5 separate regions of the Sus scrofa genome follow, and regions 1, 3, 4 and 5 are each linked to region 2. A link is a contact called in public Hi-C, HiChIP or PLAC-seq and promoter capture Hi-C data. All regions are on one chromosome and are shown on one strand. The core of a region is the stretch at or near the end of the contact, and the rest is flanking DNA. Distances in the headings are between cores, read along the strand shown.

Region 1 (2,700 bases), core at 121-2,620, 380 kb before region 2:
AAAGACAAATATTTTGAGGATGACACACTTGCTGACCTGCTTTGTTGCAGGGCTAGGTAACAGGACCTAAAAACTAAAACATCATTTTCATCCTTTTAAACGTGATCTTTCTAAGGCAGGTTCATGCAGTTCAAAAGAGACTAACAGACAACCAAAAACGTTATTCAGACAACGGTGTCCTGTCAGAAGTTAAACAGCCACTCACTAAAGATAATTGTCCAAGTCAGCAGCATCATGATTATTCAAATAAAGTACATGCAGCATAAGACACTGTTAAGGACCTAATAAGCTAGGATGGACTCTGTAAAGATCACTGTAAAATCCTTTCAACTTTCCTGTATTTTGAAATTTCTCATAATAAAATGTTGAGGAAAAAGGCATTATAAAAAATGACCTCTTAAACCTTAAAAGATGATTTACCAACCGCTTTCAGGGATCTTTCCATTAGCAAAACTACCTGAACCAAAGTTATCTGTATGAATAGTAAAACAAAACAAAAACCCTCTAAGAATGTGAAAAAACAGTCACACATCTTGCTAGAAAGGCTGTAAACTAAAGACAAACGGAAACTGATTTGGCGCGTCTTCTCTAAACCTTTGCAATACATCTTCACCACGGAAGCTATTTTAAAGTGGAAGAACTTTAAAATGAATCCTCAATGTTCTTCAAGCAATTAACCATTTTTCTTTCCGCGCTTCGAACCCTTAAGGGCCCCGACTCTACATCCCAGGACCCCTCACTTCTGCCCCACTGGAAAGACAGATCTGCGCCAAAGTCTAAACAGCCGGTATCTCCTAACTATAACACGGCTTCATCAACTTTAGCTGGGCTGCAGAAAATGAAGTCGGGTAGTGATTCCAAAGAGAGGAAGACAAGTGGTGAAGAGCCTACAATTTAACAGTTGAAACTGTCCGAAATAACCCTAAAATCCGGCCCCGGAATTGGGGGGGGGGGGCGGGAGGCGCGAATCAAGTCCAGGAGACGCATCCCACTAAGGGAGAGGTCCCGCGCCGAGGCCTGGGGGACAGTTTACGCAATCTGAACCCTAGATTCTCAGCCTGAGTTCTGGCCCTGGTGGAATTTCCGCCCGCGCTCTTCCCGGCACCGCACCCACCACACGCCCGGGTGACACGGCCCAGCGAGGGGAAGGATATTCTCGGCGCGGAGCTGCTCGACGGTTTCCTCGCACTGCCGAAGCCGTTCCCGGAGCTCCGCGTCGCCGACTCCATTCTCATCCTCCTCGTCGCCGTCGTCTTCCTTGAAGCGGGTGTGAACGGGCTTCGGAATCGACTCCTCGGCGTGGTCAAACGCCTCGAACAGCTCTAGATCGCCAAAATCCACCTCCGCCGCCATTTTGGGCTGTGGGAAAAGACACGAGAAGAGGCGGAGCTGGCCACCCGGCCGGCGGCCAAGGTTGTTGGGCGGCACCGCTCTCCCGGCTCCGGCCGATCTAAGCCACCCAGTAGGGTTTCCTCCTAAACGTAGGCCGCCGGAGCTGCACAAGGGGCGGGCCAGTCCTGTGAGACTACAACTCCCAGAATGCAACGGCGTTTCCTCAGACCCACCTCTGAGATTGCTCCGAAGCATGGCATGCTGGGACATGTGGTTTCTAAGCGACTGTTAACTCATTGTTTGCACTGCATACTGGGATTGGTCCTTTTAAAACGTGAAGAAAGCCCAACTAGATCAAAATGTTACGAGTTGTCCCTGTTATGTATCTAAGGCTGAAAAAAATCAGAGCACGATGCATGGTTTATCACATGTTGTGGTTGCGTGCCAAACTAGAGAATAAGGAACTCCAGCTTTGCCATAGGATACATTTGTAATCTTGGAGAAGCTACTTCAGTTGGTTGGTTTTTTTTTTTTTTTTTTTTTTTTTTTTTCCATGAAGCTCAAGCTTTAGGTTACTTTAGCTTTGTCTGTTGTGGCTTTTGGTGGTTTCTCCTTCAATCACCCATTCATTCAGTAACATTTATTTACCACATTCAGTGTGCCAGGTACTGTTCTAGGAGCTGAGAATGCAAGAGTGAGCAAAATAGGGAGTTCCTCTTGTGGCTCAACAGTAACGAACCCGACTAGCATCCATGAGAATGAGAATGAAAGGTTTGGTCCCTGGCCTTGCTCAGTGGATTAAAGATCCGGCATTTCTGTGGCTGTGGTATAGGCGGCTACAGCCCCAATTCAACTCCTAACCTGGGAATTTCATATGCTGTTAAGTGTGGCCCTAAAAAGAAAAAAAAAAAAAAAAAAAAAAAGGAAAAAAATTCCGTATGAAAAGGCAGAGTGGAGCAAGAGGAGGCCCGGGGTGGAACGTTAATTAGGCCAGTACTCAGAGACCATATTAGGCATATTCATTCTTCCCATCCCCAAATTGGTAAGCATTTTAAACAGGTGGTGTGTCTGTGAGCTACAAATTTACATTTTGATAGGATGGTCCTGATTGCATGGTAGGAAAAGAATTGGTGGCAGTCTAGGAGACAGATGGAATAGATTTTTGTAATAAAATCAACAAATGTTAGATTAGGTAGTGGCAAGTGGTGGAGAGTTGGTATTTAATAGAGGATATTTGAAAAATAAAGAACAGAGATAACTCAAGGGTTATGGGGAAGGAGAGGAAAGGGTTGTGAATTATTTGCCAGGATCTGACTTAACAAACTTGAATAAATGATTACTAGAGATAGAGAACAACATATGTTGACC
Region 2 (2,700 bases), core at 44-2,543:
CTTAGGTTGGGCTTGTTAGAACCAGAGGCTGAGATGGGGATTCCTGTGCAAGTGGTTTAAGGAGGGAATACTCTCAGAAGAAGGGGAACCAGGATAGGGCAGAAGCAGCTGGGCCAAATGTGGTTTCAAGAAGGATCCAGCTTCAGCCCAATCTTATAGGCTCTTTGCAGCATGAATGGTACCACAGTTTGCCCCCAACATCAGTTAACTGGCTTTAAGGTATTTCAGGGTAGGGAGGGGGTGAGTAACTTCCCAGACATCCATCTCCAGTGGCCAAGGGAGTCGTCCAGAGAAGGGCACAGGTGTGAGGTGTCAGCAGCAAATACCACGGCTTGGGGCGAGTACACCTGTCTACAAAGAGGATTTGGGCCAGCCACCTAAGGCATCTTCTGGATGGTACAGAGGGGTTACTGCAGAGGGATTAAAAGCAGGGACTCTGGAGCCAGACTGCCTGGGTTCTAATTCTGATTCGATCACTTCCACCTGTGACTGTGGGTAAGCCGTGTGACCTCTCTGTGCTTTACTTTCCTCACCTGGTGAGTATGGCCTAGAGTTGTTCTGGGGCCTCATGTTTATAAAGTGATTTTTAACAGCCCTGTGTCTGCTGCTATCATCACTACTGAAGAGTTTGCAACTTGGCCCCAAGACTGGATGAGGCATGTAGCTATGTTGAAATCTTGAGTTCTGACTTCTTAAGGGAGTGGGAAGATCTGGGAACACCAGGCCCCAATCCGTACTGCAGAAATCAGCAGGGTCTCAGCTGTCCCCACTCTAGACAGGCCTGTGGTGCTCTTGATCACAGGGTCCCTTCCTCATTCACTGCCATGATCCCTCTGGTCCTTATGGACGTTTGAGTGCGATCTCTGTATTACTGGGTGGGGACGATGGAAAGACCAAAGCTCTGGAGCTCGCAGCGCGTTGCAGTGGACACATCCGAAGACAATCCAGAAAGGAAAAGCGGCGCGCAGTAGGGTCGCCTTCTTCCCTGGGGCGCCAGGGAGTCTGGGGGTGCTGCAGGCGCGCCGAAAGAACAGCGTTGGGAGAAGCACAGCTGCAGCAAAAGGCCTGCAAACTCCAGGACTGGCGCCAGGCTGGAGAGCAGGTCTCTCGTCTCGGAGCTCCACCTGTAGGCGGAAGCCTGGATGCCCAACTCGCCTCTCCCGTGGTGATCGCGCCAGGTTCCGTTTCTTGGGCTGCCACAGAAACGGAACCTGGGGCTTCAGAACTAAAGGCAACCGCGCCTCGCTTCGCAGCCGGACTGTCTCCCGAGCAGCACCCCCAGACCGGAAGTCACCCAGCAGCCACTTCCTTACTCTAAGGCGCGGTGCAGGGCAGGTGGTCCGGCCAAATGGACGGTTGAGGCGGGAGCGGAGCAGCTTCGGAGACTTTCTTTAAGGCGGCAAGGCTGCGGAGGGCGCGGGGTGGAGGGTAGGAGTACGCGGAAAGGAATAAAGAACTCACCTGGCAGCTGAGGAACACTGCCGTTCCTAGGGCTCCTGAACTGGATCGCGCAGGCGTGGAGCGTCCGGGCGGGGGCGGGCCCTTAAAGAGGCCGCTGCGGAGAATCCAGGAGCCCGCCGAGAATCTGGGATACCTGGGGGCGAGGGGCGGGTGCGGGTTGTGCGATTGCATAGATCCCCTCATATCCCTGCCCCGGGTGGTGACGGGTATCGATCCCTAGAGGACCAGGTTCTGAGTAGAGCCGCTCTTGGAACCCAGTCTGCGGACCGGCCCAGGGACCCCCAGTTTAAGCGCGTCTCCCCGCCTCCAGCCCACGGCGCTATGGCTCACGTCGGCTCTCGCAAGCGCTCGAGGAGTCGCAGCCGGTCCCGGGGCAGAGGGTCGGAAAAGAAAAGGAAGAAGAGCAGTAAGGACGCTCCCAGGAGCTGCTCGGCTTCTAGATCCCAAAGCCGCAAAGCCAGCACTACCTCCTCTGGGGCGGAGGGTGAGAACCAGAGGGAATGGGAAAGGGGTGAGGGAACTTCATGGAGGAAGTTGCAGGCAGCTGGGCGGGCTTTTCCGGACTGGCTTTGGGAAAATTGCAGAGAGCACTATTCAAAGGAGGACCCAGAGTGTAGATCCTGGGTATCTGGATTGAAGGATGCTCAGAATCCAGCGGCTGGACCAGCCCATTGAATACTGAGTGAAAGGAGCACTTAATCATATCTTTGGTGCAGCTGGGCGGGAGATGTGGGGGCTGGTTGCCCTGCTCCTGGGTGGTCAGTGACTTGGCAGCCCAGAAAGTGCCTCTCCACAGGGTGCTGATCCCTTTTCTGGAAAGCCCTGCCCGAGGGCTTCATGCCTCTGGGGTCAGCCTGAGCCTGCTACAGGCCAGAGCAAGGGGACGAAGGTTTACTTCTTCCCCTCCTGGCCTTCCAGCCTCACCTTCTCCATGCATCACAGAGAGAAGCAAGCACAAGGCCCGGAGGAGACCACGATCCAGCTCTTCCTCCTCTTCTTCCAGTTCTTCTAGCTCCTCTTCCTCCTCGTCCTCCTCCTCTTCCTCCAGCGATGGCCGGAAGAAGCGGGGGAAGCACAAGGACAAGAAGAGGAAGAAGAAGAAGAAAAGGAAGAAGAAGCTGAAGAAGAGAAGCAAGGAAAAGGCCAAGGTGCAGCAAGCTGAGGCTCTGCCTGGACCTTCGCTGGACCAGTGGCACAGAGCAGCCGAGGAGGAAGAGGATGGCCCAGGTACTGTGCTGC
Region 3 (2,700 bases), core at 15-2,514, 330 kb after region 2:
GGGAACTTTAGATGCTCGTTACGCCAAACGCTCTCAAAGTAAGCAAATCCCGGACCGCCTTTCCCTCCCTATAGATTCTTACTTAGGGTCCAAGAGGCGAGCGAACAAGCTCCAGGCAAAATTAACCTAATCACTGGGTGAAGCGTGAAGGTGGCCCCACGTGTCCCACGTACCGTCCCTACTGCCCTGAGAGCAAGGTAACAAGCAAACCGTAGGTGTGGGGGTCCACATCTTGGGCAACCCTGTCGCCTTCCGCACTCGCCCCGAACCAAAGCAATCCTCCAGCGGAAGACTTTTGAAGGGTTGTGGAGCTCACTTTCCTACGAGTCCGGGACCTCGCATCCCCTGGTCGAGACGGGGGAGCACGGGGGGCGATCCCGGCAGAGCCAGAGCTGGCGTCCGCAAACGCTGCCTCCTCGCCCAAACGGGGTGCCTTCGGTCTGGGACAGCGGGGCCCCAGGAGCCCGACAGCCCCACGCGCGGCGACCGCAGGGCCCGGCGCTGACCGACGGAGGAAGCCAGCGCGTCGGGGCCGCGGCCGGGACCGTGCCTCCGAGGACCCCGGGGCACGCAGCTGAGAGGGCAGCGAGGGGCGCGGGAGGCCCGAAGCCGGGGTGAGGTGGCGGCCCCCCCCAGCCTGGCCCCACACGGCCCCCTGAGGAGGGTGGGAGTGGGAGGCTGTCCGGGAGGAGGAGTGTGGAGACATAAAAGGGCTACAGGGAGGACTTACTTTCCCCACAGGATCTGACGCTGGAACACCTTCTCCCGGGCGGCGACAGCTTGAAGGACCAGAGGCGACTGGAGCGGAGGCGGCGGTGGCGGCGGCAGCAGCAGCGTCCGGCTCTGCCTACCTCCCCGCCGCCATCTTGACGCCCCTCCCCCAACCCCCCCCGCCCCACCGGGAGGGGGTGGGGCGACGGATGAGGCGCCGCGCGCACGCAGCGCGCGCCGCAGGACCCACGTGACTTCCTCCCTCCCCCCCCACCGCAAACCCCAGCCCCTCTCTCCGCCCCGCCTCTCTCCTAGGTGAAGGAAGATGATTTCCCCCCCCATCTTGGCCGCCCCCCGCCTTTTCCGCCAAGCACGGACTCCACCGGCTCCCGCCGACCCTGTACCAGTGGTTGAATCCAAAGGAATTCTGGAACCCAAACGGTCCATTATCGCGGCTCCGGGGTGGGCGAGGGGTGAGGGGGCCGGGTTTCCGAGAAGGGGGAGGGGGGGAAGACGAAGGCCGCCTAGGAGAGTCACGTGTCTACTGCTTCCGCCGGCGTTTGAAAGAATCGCGAGAGTTCGTTTTCCCCTCCTTTTCTCCCTCGCGGCATGTCGGGAGGAAGGTCTGTTCTGGGTTGCCCCGAGCAGGTCAGCCGGTGGGCCGTGCGCATGCGTCCCACACCTGCTTTCAACGTCGGGCAAGGAGGGGCTCGAAGCTGTTTTCGAAACCTTTTTGGTGCGTGGCTATGGCTCAGGAAGTTACCTAGTGGCGTCTTTGTCACTTTGAAAAACTCGTTACCTTAGTTAATTCTAGCAAGAAATTCTCGTAATGATTTCTTGTTAGGCTCTCCTAAAGCACTTTATTCAATGTGAGACCGCAAGGAACTCGGAGCCCCTCTACTGCTCCGACTGCTACAATCATATCCTAATGAGTGAGAGCGCAGTCAGCTCGGTTTCCTTTTTTCTCGCGCACGCACACACACACACACCTGGTAACCTGAACAAACTATTGCTCTGAATTAATGATTGCTGCATATCTGTCGCTACCGCCTCTCACTTCCTTATTTTTGTATTATCCATTATGATGATTATTATTGCTACTACTTTTAAGTGATCTAACAGAATAAACAAATTAACTTCTTGGTAACCCTTTTGTAAAGTCATTCTGAGAATGCTGTTTGAACCCGTTGCTTAGGTAATAGGCACGCCTAGGTGATTCTTGCCCCCTACTGGCGGTCGCTTTGCTGTCGCCTTGAGCTCAAAGCAGACCTAGTCATTCAAACACTTAGTTGTTAAGGTGTGAGCTCTTCAAGAGACAGTAAGGGGCTAGAGGAAAGGAAAAAAAGTAGTCATGGAGAGAATAATTATGAATCTTTCAACTTAGTGTTTTTATACATAAATATGCATTATATATGTATGCATGTAAATAAACATTTTAAAATGCCAACAAATCACTTTGCTACTGTTACTTTGTTTAATCCTCACACGCACATTAAAAACCTATGAAGGTTGGGGGGGGGTAGTTCCTGTGGTGGCTGAGCAGAAATGAATCTGACTAGCATCCATGAGGATGCGGGTTCCAACCCTGGCCTCGCTCAGTGGGTTGGGGATCTGGTGTTGCCATGAACTGTGGTATAGGTCGCAGAGGGAGCTCGAATCCCACATTGCTGTGGCTGTGGTGTAGGCCAGCAGCTACAGCTCAGATTGACCCCTTATAATAATAATAGTTCCATAAGAACAAGGCCTTCATCTGTCTTGTTCCCTACATTCCACTAGCCTGGTTTATGTCTAGTGTAGATGATGGCAAACAAGCAATTACAAATCTGTCACGTTATGAAAAGAAAGAAATACGAAAGAATGCAGCAAAGAAATCTAAGATGTTGTAGTTAATGCTTCAGTGTCTTTGGAGCTTGGTTGAAACAATTCAGTTTCAAAGTGGCCCCCAGGAGTTCCTGCCGTGGCGCAAAGGGATCAGCAGCGTCTTGGAAG
Region 4 (2,700 bases), core at 76-2,575, 350 kb before region 2:
AGGCCCCAAACACGATTTAAACAAAGAAAAACACCCCATCGACTAGCTGCACAAATAGCCTGCCAAGCGATTTCAAACTAGTTCTAAATCGGTTAATAAAAAAAGGGGTTCTAAATCAAATCAACTGGGCATGGGAGGAGGGAGGATCTTCCATGATTTCTAAATTCCAGGTACTCCAGTGATTAGGATGAGCTACAAGGTTTTACTTATGCTTCATTTCCAAAAACAAGAAAATACAACTTTTTAGTCAATGGAAAAAGAATACAAAATTCTCGCATTTTTCTTTTAACAGGATAAGTAAAAGGAAGTAATCACACAATAATGTGATCTATCAGGACTGGACATCTTATACCCAAAGAAGGTTTATTTTTCGAAAGTGGTGATTTAAGAACCGTACTCTCCATTTAAAATTAAATGGGCCAATGAAGAACTCTTAAGTTTAAAGTAACAACGTCAGCGACAGGGCTGGATTATGTTTCTCAGACTTCAAAATGACTGCATCGAAAGCCACTTCGGAAACAGAGCATCAATCAGAATTCGTAGTGCCAAAATCTTCTCTTAATTAAATCGAATTTTTACTCCCTTCCAGAAACACGTTATCTAGCTGCTAAGGAATAAACTAAAGTACACAGATGGAACACTAACGGAAATTATGCAACTGGAATCGCCTCCTAGCACTCAGGCAAAAAAGGAAAAAACTAAAAACAAAAACGCTACAAGACCGCTCGCCCCCCACGTTTCTATCCCTTACAGGCACCGCCTTTATGACCCAACACTTTTCACGGACGACTCCAGGTCCCACCGCGAACATATAAATGCCTAAGCCCTAACAAAATTCAATATAAATCACTAGACTAAGCTAAACTGCAGTCAGTTCGGTGGGCCAAAAAGAACACACAGCTGGGAAAGAGATGAGGAAAGTTCTGGAAAAAAAAGACACTCCCTGCGGCTCCCCACCCCCAACGACACCGCCTCACTTCCCCCTCCCTAAAGGAGGCAGCCATGATGGCGGGCGCAGAAGAAGGCCGCGGCGCCATTTTGTCCACACACAAGCTCGGACAACAGCTCTGGGAGCCCTTCATCCCTTCTTCGGACAGTAGCAGAGAAACATCCCTGACTTTAAACTCAGATTCGGCACCTACCGCCATAGTCCACAGTCCTGGCCGCTGGAGCGGCGCCTCCACTTGCCGCTTTCCACAGTACCGGCCGCCTAGACGATTCGCCACAGACTGAATCGCTCGAACGAGAGACCCGGATGGCACAAACGGGCTAAGGCCCGGCGCGTCGCACAGCCTGCTGGGAGGAAAAGGGGTGGTGATGAGTTTCTGTAGCAACGCTGTTCAACGGTGATTGGTTGTTCTTTTGAAGGGGGCGTGTAAGGCCAGGGATGGGGCGGGGCCAAGAACACACCCTAGAATGCAGTTTCCTGGTTCTCGGAACCGGTGGAATTTAGGGTGGGGCGACTTCCTATTTCGATTCTTAAGCAATCTTGGCCTCCGCTGGCTGCCGTAAAAGGGGTTGGGCTTGGTGATCTCCCGCCAATTTAAACCTGTGGGATGGGCCCTGACGCGTCTAGGAGCCGCTGTGGGTGTCCGAAGAGGGGCTGTAAACTTGACTGTTCTTTAGTTTCTTCAATTGCGGGTGAGGAGGGGGAACCGCGCTGTTGTAGCTTGCGGGGGGTGGGCTTATGTTGAAGTAGCAGAGGCCTCAGCTCAGTCCGGGGTGTTTTCCCCACTAGACGCTGGCGGGAGAGAGATTGGGTTCTTGCTGGCCCCGGTGTCCAGCTGAGAGCATTTACGGCCTGAAGGCCTTGCTGAAACTGTTTTTGCCTAATTCGTTCATCTTTTCACCCGGCAGCCAGTGTAATCTCAAATCGTTAATAAAATCACGTTCCTGGTCATCTTTCCCTCCCTAGCACTGAGGATTTAACCCAGTCTTGAGATTGGGGATTCACTTAGCTCCACCTATCTAGTTCCCGCACTTTTCCATTCTTGCTCAGGCCTGGCAGCCGCCCCAAACTCAGTCCATCCTCTGAGCCTTTGCACCGGGCCTGCATCTTTGTTCCCCCTGAGCTTTGCATAGTTGACTTCTTGGTATTAGGGTCTCTGCCCACATGTCTACAGTTGCCAAACAGGTCCTTCTTAGGCGTTCCTCCCCCCCTTCTTTTGTACACTCTTTGTAATTATGCAGTATAATAGTTAACAGCTGGTGTGAATTTGAGTCTACAAATTCGCAGATGAGTATAGCTACATCATCAATTCGCTTTAGGTGACCTTGGCCATTTACTTAGTCCCTGACTCATGTTTCTCAGCTGTAAAGTGGGTTGTTGTGTAGATTAAAAGAGTGATTCATTCACTCTTCATTGCCTACTCAATACCGCAGTATATTTTATTTTTGTATGTCCTTCCTGTGAGAATATAAATTTCATACTGTATTCTCAGCTCCTAGAACAGTGACTGGTATGTATTAGGCATTCAATAAACAGTTGTTGAAAGAGTTGAGTGTGACAGACCTGGGAGGCTGACACTATTTAACTATTTTTACAGAGATAGGACACTGAGACCCATGAAAATTTTCACTCCAACCTTTCCTTCCCATCTCCTCCCAACTACCACCCAAACATAGCCATTAAAGCTCTTGTTTATTCTAATATGCGTTGTTTCTGTACTCCTGTTTACACTTCTATTAAGAACTCTTTTC
Region 5 (2,700 bases), core at 3-2,502, 500 kb after region 2:
CATTTGTTAAATACCAACTTTCTAATCATATTTTCTCAGTAATGATGCCTCATAAAGTTATATTTTCTCAGTAATGATGCCTCATAAATATCTGCATTTTTTGTGTCTGTGAATAAAAAATAGTGATTAGGATATTGAGGATAGTGATTAGGAACCTAATTTTAGGTTTCCCTGTGTGGCTTCTTTAATGGGTCATTGTTTTTTTCTTCTCTTTTTTCTTTCTTTTTTTTTGGGTGTCGGGGAGCTCACCTGTGATGTATGAAGTTTCCCAGGCTAGGGGTCAAATCGGAGCTACAGCTGCTGGCTTACACCACAGCCACAGCAATGCCAGATCTGAGCTGCATCTGCAACCTATACCACAGCTCACAGCAACGGGCAACTCCAGATCCTTAACCCATGGAACAAGGCCGGGGATCAAACCTGCAACCTAATGGTTCCCAGTTGGATTTGTTTCCACTGTGCCACCAGTGGAACTCCTGGTGGGTCATTGCTAACATCTTAAGTATTTTTTTCATTTGGGAAAAAACCCAACTGAGTTATTTTCACTCAATCACTTGGTTTATAGATGTGAAAAATAAGTTTAAAAGGGATTAAATGATTTGCCCAAGGCTCCCAGATGAAGAGTGATTGATGGGACCAGAATCTAGATCTCTGCCTCTAGAAATGGTTCCGCTTCCTCTATTACACTAAGGGCTGCTAGTAATGAAACTACTCTGTCCACCACTGTGTGATGCGCCTGGTGTAATGCTAAGCGCTTTATAAACTCTTGTATCATTTAGTTGTCAAAACCTCCATTATCTTGTGTGGTATTATAATTCTCATGGAAGTGAGAAAGATGCTTAGGAGTTCCCGCCATGGTGCAATGGGTTAAGAACCTGTCTTCGGAGGCTTGGGTTCAACCCCTGGCCTGGGACAGTGAGTTAAAAGACCTTGCGTTGCTGCGCTTGCAGCGACGGTTGCAGCTATGGCTCAGATTCAGTCCCTGGCCTGGGAAGTTCCATATGCCGTGGATGTGACCATTAAAAAAAAAAGGAGTTCCTGTTGTGGCTCAGTGGTTAACGAACCCAACTAGCATCCATGAGGACGAAGATTCCATCCCTAGCCTTGATCAGTGGGTTAGGGATCCAGCATTGCCATGAACTGTGGTGTAGGTTGCAGACTTGTCTCAGATCCCACGTTGCTGTGGCTCTGGTATAGCCTGGTGGCTGCAGCTCCAATTGTACCCTTAGCCTGGGAACCTCCACACGCCTCGGGTTTGGTCCTAAAAAGACAAAAAGATGGGGAAAAGAAAGCTTGGGAAGTGTCCTAGGTCCCTAGATAAAAAATTAGTAAATAGACCTCCCAAATGCAAATTCAGCTATACTCTTTCCCTCTGTCTTTGCTTTCAGACCTGTCCGGAATTCCTATTTTGTCAAACAGTTGTCAAAGGCATTTTGAGGATGTGATGATCACATTAAATGAAAATGTTGCCTCAGGCTTTTCTCTTTCACTTTGTCTAGTTTGAGGTGCCTGAGTACTATTCTCATTTATTCATCCCCAACTGACTGCTGTGTGCTACCAGTTGTAGCCACTGAGATACAGAAAACGGAGAAAAATCCCCATCGTGGGATTCACCTTTTAGTGGGGGAGATTGACCTAATAGGTAAATTATATGGCATATTAATGGTTAAGTGCTATGGGAAAAAAATAAAGTAGGGTAAGTAGTTTTAGTGATTAGGAAGGAAGACTTCACTGAAATGGTATTTGAAAAGTCCTGATGGTTGTCAGGGAACAAGCCAATCCGAAGATACTGGCCCAGCACATAATAACTGGTCAGTAAAAGCTTGCTGACTGACTGTACGTGGAGGAGTCAATCAATCCAGTGCTGAACACAGGAGTAAGATACAAAGTTCGTGTTTAGGTCTTTGACCTAACTTCTTGGAAGTAAATCATTTGTTACACACTAGGCAGTGGATCCCCCATCCACAGCCTCTTTTGCGTATCTGTTAACCCGGGGCTCCGGGAATGGGGTACATTTCCGACTACTCTCTGCAGCCTCATTGGACTCGGTCCTGTCCTTTGGACAGTTATGTCATGCTGCCACCTGCCTCCGACAAGCGGGGAAAGTGTGCAAGCCGAGGCAAAATCCCTCTTCCCAAATGCCTGTTCGGTAGGAAAGACGCCCCGAGCCCAAGTGGCTGCGCTAAACAGATAACACAACTACGGCCCGGCCCTCCTCTGTCCACTTTCATTAGCGGGAGGCCCTCTTTCTCCTCTCTAGCGGCCAGAGCGCCTTTCCTGCCCTCCCGGAACTATGCGACTGCAGCACGGTTCCCGGTCGGCCCAGTTGGCAGCCGGAAGCGGAAGTGCGCCCGGGAGAAGTCCGAGTGGTAGATGCGGTGGCGGAGAGAGCCATGGAGCACGTGACGGAGGGTTCCTGGGAGTCGCTACCCGTGCCGCTGCACCCGCGGGTGTTGGATGTGCTGCAGGAGCTGGGTTTTCCGTACATGACGCCGGTGCAGGTACTCAGCGCGGGCGGTGGGGAGGAGGGCCCTCGGCGCGCGGGGCGGGGGTGGGTGGGGGCTCAGCGTGGGCGTGGCACGCAATTAATCGGACGCGGCCAGTAAGTGTACAATTAGGATTCGCATCCTGGAGTTTTCACCTCTCCGGCCGGGACTTTTGCTGCGTCTTCTTACTCCTCTGACTCGGGTGGTGCCAAAC

What was found. Promoter capture Hi-C pulls out the DNA fragments that hold promoters and counts their contacts. A called contact is a pair of places that touch in the nucleus more often than the background predicts. HiChIP or PLAC-seq counts read pairs in DNA pulled down with a chosen protein or histone mark.
Region 1: a contact with region 2 is called in a promoter capture Hi-C map of liver, with 5 times the contacts expected there. The contact joins the promoter of ZCCHC8 here to the promoter of ARL6IP4 in region 2. A contact is called at or near these places in 1 of 5 promoter capture datasets (liver) and 2 of 47 Hi-C or Micro-C datasets (both in liver).
Region 3: a contact with region 2 is called in a promoter capture Hi-C map of liver, with 5 times the contacts expected there. The contact joins the promoter of SBNO1 here to the promoter of ARL6IP4 in region 2. A contact is called at or near these places in 2 of 5 promoter capture datasets (fetal liver and liver), 3 of 47 Hi-C or Micro-C datasets (embryonic fibroblasts, heart right ventricle and liver) and 1 of 2 datasets of contacts at active chromatin or transcription factors (alveolar macrophages).
Region 4: a contact with region 2 is called in an H3K27ac HiChIP or PLAC-seq map of alveolar macrophages. The contact joins the promoter of RSRC2 here to the promoter of ARL6IP4 in region 2. A contact is called at or near these places in 1 of 5 promoter capture datasets (liver), 2 of 47 Hi-C or Micro-C datasets (embryonic fibroblasts and liver) and 1 of 2 datasets of contacts at active chromatin or transcription factors (alveolar macrophages).
Region 5: a contact with region 2 is called in a Hi-C map of embryonic fibroblasts, with 3 times the contacts expected there. The contact joins the promoter of DDX55 here to the promoter of ARL6IP4 in region 2. A contact is called at or near these places in 3 of 47 Hi-C or Micro-C datasets (embryonic fibroblasts, liver and subcutaneous adipose tissue) and 1 of 2 datasets of contacts at active chromatin or transcription factors (alveolar macrophages).

Annotation. Positions count from the first base shown.
Region 1 is chr14:30,263,193-30,265,892 of Sscrofa11.1, reverse strand. ZCCHC8 (zinc finger CCHC-type containing 8) reads right to left here and starts at 1,370. Exons shown (of 15, transcript NM_001190154.1): 1 at 1,155-1,370. The coding sequence starts at 1,353.
Region 2 is chr14:29,887,063-29,889,762 of Sscrofa11.1, reverse strand. ARL6IP4 (ADP ribosylation factor like GTPase 6 interacting protein 4) reads left to right here and starts at 1,293. Exons shown (of 5, transcript NR_033706.1): 1 at 1,293-1,945; 2 at 2,465-2,688.
Region 3 is chr14:29,557,667-29,560,366 of Sscrofa11.1, reverse strand. It overlaps SBNO1 (protein strawberry notch homolog 1), which reads right to left and starts at 1,264. Exons shown (of 31, transcript XM_021073996.1): 1 at 731-1,264.
Region 4 is chr14:30,240,688-30,243,387 of Sscrofa11.1, reverse strand. It overlaps RSRC2 (arginine/serine-rich coiled-coil protein 2), which reads right to left and starts at 1,325. Exons shown (of 10, transcript XM_013982805.2): 1 at 1,143-1,325. The coding sequence starts at 1,148. It overlaps KNTC1 (kinetochore-associated protein 1), which reads left to right and starts at 1,400. Exons shown (of 65, transcript XR_002338925.1): 1 at 1,400-1,641.
Region 5 is chr14:29,387,337-29,390,036 of Sscrofa11.1, reverse strand. It overlaps DDX55 (ATP-dependent RNA helicase DDX55), which reads left to right and starts at 1,252. Exons shown (of 13, transcript XM_003359086.4): 1 at 1,252-2,501. The coding sequence starts at 2,394.